2 separate regions of the Rattus norvegicus genome follow, and region 1 is linked to region 2. A link is a contact called in public Hi-C data. All regions are on one chromosome and are shown on one strand. The core of a region is the stretch at or near the end of the contact, and the rest is flanking DNA. Distances in the headings are between cores, read along the strand shown.

Evidence for each region. A called contact is a pair of places that touch in the nucleus more often than the background predicts.
Region 1: a Hi-C map of Schwann cells shows a contact between it and region 2, with 7 times the contacts expected there. The contact joins two enhancer-like sites. A contact is called at or near these places in 3 of 12 Hi-C or Micro-C datasets (the A7r5 cell line, Schwann cells and frontal cortex).

The regions. Positions count from the first base shown.
Region 1 is chr1:99,758,682-99,761,398 of GRCr8, reverse strand. No RefSeq gene overlaps it. Among named protein-coding and RNA genes, the nearest start is that of Uri1, 81 kb to the left of the region's middle. Within about 2 kb of position 1,343, at least 2 of the 93 cell types and tissues checked have an H3K27ac peak or open chromatin away from gene starts, as enhancers often do. A contact at or near this core is called in Schwann cells, where this site is marked.
Region 2 is chr1:99,195,449-99,198,204 of GRCr8, reverse strand. All of the region lies in intron 6 of Zfp536 (zinc finger protein 536), which reads left to right. Among named protein-coding and RNA genes, the nearest start is that of Zfp536, 400 kb to the left of the region's middle. Within about 2 kb of position 1,449, at least 2 of the 93 cell types and tissues checked have an H3K27ac peak or open chromatin away from gene starts, as enhancers often do. A contact at or near this core is called in Schwann cells, where this site is marked.

The DNA.
Region 1 (2,717 bases), core at 94-2,593, 560 kb before region 2:
TGTTGATAATAATGATAAAATTATACCTAAAAAAAATAAGCTGGGAAGAGCCTTCCTTATGAGCCTGCTCTTGCTTAATTTTTTTGTTTTTAAATAATTAAACCATGTCAGGCAACATTGTTAAAAATCTTAAGGTTAAAGCATTCCTTCCCCCCCCCCCCCCCGTCTCAAGATTACTCTGCACCCTAGACAAAGGAAATATTTAAACTGTTAAATTTGAACAAAGATGCAGTCTGCATATGACTTCTCTGAAGCCCTATAAAAATTCTTCAAAATTGCCTATTCACTCAAATTTACTGAGTGTAGCAAAAATGTCAAAGGCATAAAGTCAGAGAAGATTGAATAAAATAATGCAGAAAGACAGATTAGTCATGCACAGACCCACACAGCCTTTCAGAGCACACAATACCACTCTTTATTACCGTTCTATCTTTACAAAGACTACGTTCGATACATGGAAGATGATACATGGCCAGCCATGTCATCTGCCTGTGGTTCCAGGACTCATTTATCTGGGCCCTTTTCACAGTGACATTGATGAGAGATCGCAGTGTTTTCGGAGTATTGTTTTATTTATCATATATAATGGCTGGGGAAAAAAATAGGAATTATGTCACCGATAGCACATAAAAGAGTTGCACAGAAGGTTCTGTGACAAAGTTTGGTCAAGCCTAGGACAAGGAGGCTCCTGTCAGCGAGCTTCTCAGATTTCTCCCCTGCTGCCTGCCTCTCTCCCTGACCCCCTGAGTTGAACGCCGCCTCCCCGAGATCTGCGTGCTGATAACGGTTGAGAAATAGACAGAAAATGTTTCATTCGGTCAAATGTCGGATATCCCAGCGCTTGTGAAAACTCTGGCCATTGTGTGTTTTTGTCCAAGTGGAAGGGCCCATTTTAATTACTCCGCAGTCACTGAGCGTGATTTCTGCATTTGCGAAGGGAAGGAGACCGATTATCGGCCACAGTTTTGTGTCTTGCAAATTTAATAAAGAGCAGCCCTTAAGATAGAATTTCGTAGGCTGCCACAATTGACAAAAGCCAGCTATGTTGAAATGTCAACAGCAAGCCTCATCAGCAGGCTGCAATGTTGTGCAATCAAGAGAACACCGTAGCTCCATATAAACAAATGTATAGAATGTGCAGGGGGCAGGGCCTGGGACCCAGGATCTCAGGGCTCAGGAGACAGTGGGCATCAGCTTGCAGTGGGAACATGTTAAGTGATTCTCAGAGGTTAGCGGGGGTGATCCCTTCTTCATCCTCTAGATTGCGGGGAAACTAGAGCTGTCCACACTTCATCAAGACTGTCAGGGAGAGCGGCTGAGCCGGTGACTGACAGCTGCCTTACAGAGTAGGGTGTCTTGCCCTGTGCTCTTTGGGGTGCACCCCATTGCCGTGCCTCTGGTGTGGTGTAGGTGGCGGCGCGTCTCTGGTGGTTGAATCGTAGAACACAGAGCCACCCCCCCCACACACACACACAGACTGAATCTTGAAAACGCTGTCGAGCCCTGTTCTGGGTGCTCGTCCCCTCAGGGAAAGCTTGGGGGCCATGTACACTCCATCCTTGCCTTCTTCCAGCCGACCAACCCTAGTCTTCCCTCCTGAGCCATTTTCCTGTTTGTTCTCTTGAGTTCTATGAAGAAGGCTGTGTGGCTGGGACGGGTCGCACGTGTGAGCCAGTCAGTGCTGCAGTGGGCGAGGTCACGTTTCCTGTGTCCACTGGGGAGCTTTGCTGTGGTCCTGGGCCTTTTTATGTGTCACTGGCCTCTAGTGGACTGGCAGGCTGAATACAGCAAGGATCTCCAAGTGAACAGAGACTCAGAGGCGGGTAAGCCTCCCCGGGGTCAGGAGGCCCCACTGTCTCCAGTTTTACTTTCTCTTCTAGTAGAGACAGTGGATTCCAGGGGTAGAGAGAGAGAGCCAGAGAACGTAGGGTGTCCTCAGGGCTGTTACAGGGACAGCAGAAGTCTTCAGTGGAGAGCTATGCATGTATTGTAGGTATGGAATTTTGGGCCTCATTTGCTATGCAAATGTGTATATAGGCAGACCCTAAACCCTAAATACTGGTAGGTGCTGGGCAAGCTCTCAATCCCTGAACAATGTTCCAGGCATAGGGCCTCAGAAATCTTGCATGGTGTGTGCCAGTCCCATCCTTTGTAATCCCCTTTTGCTCCATTTCTTCTGTCCCTCCTTCCATTCCTTTTCCCTTTCCTCTCTCTTTCCTTTTTCCCTTCCCTCCCTCCTTCCCTTCCTCCCTCGTTCTCTCCTTCCTTCTTTCCTTCCTTCCTTTGCTCTGCTGCCTCTTTGTTCTTTTTTTCTCCTCTTCCTCTTCCTTCCTCCCCTCTCTCCACTGGCCAGGTAAACCTGTGATACTTCAGCCTGCCCCTGGGGCTGGCAGCCATGTGCCAGCCATTCCTGAACTAGCATGTCTACTTCACGCATGAATGATGGCCAGGCACACTCTTGTGGTGCATGCTCAGTAGTGAGTCTGGGAAGAGTGGAAGGGTGAGACCAATCTTGCACCGTGAAGGGGGCCGTGTGCTACCCTCCCTGTGACCAGTACTGGTGCACACTTCTGCCATTATACCATTGCCAGGCACTGCCCAACCGCCCGGATGTTCCTCCCATTCTCTGGGAAGGCTCCAGCAAGCAGATGTCCTGGGGTGGGGGTTGGGGGACAGGGAGCTAGAGAGAAGCAGCAGTCTGCTTCTACGTTGCTGGA
Region 2 (2,756 bases), core at 200-2,699:
ATACTTATCCCAGTACTCCAGGATCCTCTCTGCCTTTTAAATCTGATTCATATTCTCTCTCTCTCCCTCTCTCTGCTTATCTCTGTCTTTCTGTCTGTCTCTCTGTGTATGTCTGTCTCTCTTTCTCTCTGTCTCCCCGTTCTGTGTTTGTGTCTATCTTTCTGTCCTTCTCTATGTCTTTCTCTGTCTCTGCCTCTGTGTATGTTTCTGTATGTCTGTCTCTGTGTCTCTGTTCCTCTATTTCTGTGTGTGTGCATCTGTCTTTCTGTCTCTGCTTGTCTCTGTCTTTCTGTCTGTCTCTTTGTGTGTCTCTGTGTGTGTGTGTGTCTGTCTCTGTGTGTGTTGTGTTGTGTGTGTGTCTTTCTCTGTGTGTCTGTCTCTCTTTCTCTGTCTCCCCGTTCTGTTTGTCTATCTTTCTGTCCTTCTCTGTCTCTGCCTCTGTGTATGTTTCTGTATGTCTGTCTCTGTGTCTCTGTGTCTCCATCTCTCTATTTCTGTGTGTGTGCATCTGTCTTTCTGTCTCTGCTTGTCTCTGTCTTTCTGTGTGTCTGTCTGTCTTTCTGTGTGAGTCTGTCTGTCTCTCTTTCTCTCTGTCTCCCTCTTCTGTATTCTCTGTCCTTCTCTATGTCTTTTTCTGTCTCTGCCTCTGTATATGTGTCTGTATGTCTGCCCCTGTCTCTGTCTCTGTCTCTGTCTGTCTCTGTCTCTCTCTCTCTGCATCTTCCTTTTTGTCTCTGCTTGTCTCTGTCTTTCTGTCTGTCTCTGTGTGTGTCTGTCTCTGTGTGTGTGTCTGTTTCTCTTTGTCTTTGTCTCTGTCTTCCCCTCTGTGTTTGTGTCTATCTTTCTGTCCCTCTCTATGTCTTTCTCTGTCTCTGTCTCTTTGTATGTGTCTGTATGTCTGTCTCTGTGTCTCTGTCTCTGTCTTTCTTTATCTCTCTGTCTTTCTCTGTGTCTCTCTCTAGGATCTCAGTTCATAGCCCAGGCTAGCCTCCACTTCTCAGTCTTCCTGCCCCTGCTTCTCTACTGCTGAGGTTATAGCTGTGTGCCACCAGGTTGAGAACTTCATTAGGTTGTAGAAAAGCGTGCTTCACACACACAAGACTCTTGAGTTTAGTAGCTAGCACAGGAAAAAATGAAAGCACCATAAACTCGGTTTCTAGGACTGTTTTGCTAAGTCCCTGGTTCAGGAACTGGTATTTCCTTGCCCCCACAGGTTCATAGCAGTTAATCCAGTGCCAAGAGTGCTGACCCTCAGCTGTTCCAGGGGAGGTGGGAGGTCCTGAGGCTTCCTTGACAACCAGCAGGAGAAGAATCTGGCTCCCATTATGGGTCGTAGGGAGTTGTAACGTTTCCCACGAGCTCCTCTGGAAGTCTTTCATCTGAGGTCAGCTCTAACCTGGACAGTTTCCTTCGCTTTCATCCCTGTGCTGTGTCTCTGACCTGCTCCTGTGTCTAACTCTGTGTTTCTGCTCTCCCGAGGCTCCCTCGTTTTCAGGTAGCATTGTGGGCTCAGCCCCAGGTGGAATCTGCTTCCTTTCTGGCCTCCATTCCCTGGACTCAGATAAAGGGCCACCCCTGAGAAAGCTGCCAGCCACTGCCTTCAGAGTCTGGGAGCAGCAGGCATTCCCGTGAAGAGCTTGGGCTGCAGGAACAGCTTTTGAGGCTGACCTGAGGTCCCGAGAAACCTTCTTTAGATGCTCTTCTCTCTTCCCCTCCGTAACCTCATTTCCTCTTTCAGCACGCACAGTGTAGACAGATCTTTGCGCCAAAGCACTGCTCTCCAGTCGTAACTTCTATGCCAAGTTTAAAAGTGAGATCCTTCCTAGAAACCCACAGGCGTGCTCGACCTACATAACACCAAAGGGCTGGGGTGGTGGCCTGGGAACAGAAGGTGCCAGGTTCTTTCCCCCCAGCAAGAGCTGCTGGCCTCATGCAGGAATCCAATTGCAGAAGCGACATCAGCCAACAAAAATTTCAAGAAAGTATGACTCATAATTAGTCCTTTTGACATTGTTTCACATCAAAAGATGCACAGTCTGTGTTCTGTGTCCCTCATCCCGAACATGGAAACTGCTGGAGTTTGCACGCACAGAGGGATTTGAAATTTTAAAAGCTGAATAGAGGCTATACACACACACACACACACACACACACACACACACACACACACACAGACGCACACACACAGAGGAATACACATGCATACACACACATAACACACACACCACACACACAGGCACACACACTCCAGTTGGTTTCTTAAAAGTGGATTTAATTAGGTCAGAGAGTCTGTTACTTTGTGTGTGTGTGGGGGGGGGCAGCAACGATCATTTAAACCATATTTTCAAGTTACCATGTTGTGATCTGCTAGACGGTGGTGCTACACAGATTCACAAACGAGAAGTGAGAGCCAAGCAATCTCTCAGAGCCCGAGAGCTTCTTTCTCTCAACTACTGGTTCTCAATGAAAAGAGGCCACTGTCCCTTGCCTCAGAGTTATGGGGTGACACGGCTGGGGCATGTCATACTGACATTTACTAAGATTCCTGAGACCCAGATCCACAGTGAGGTCCCCACCCTTGCCATTGAGCTACCAGCAGCTGTTCCAGACGTGGAGGGTTGGCCCCAGTCAGCCCCAGTGCCATTTCAGTAGCGATTTATAGATGGATGCTGTGAGCAGGGCGGGGTGTGGGGGCTAGGGGGAACCAATGTCACAGGTGCTTCATAATAACGACTGGAACATTTACAGAGTCGGAC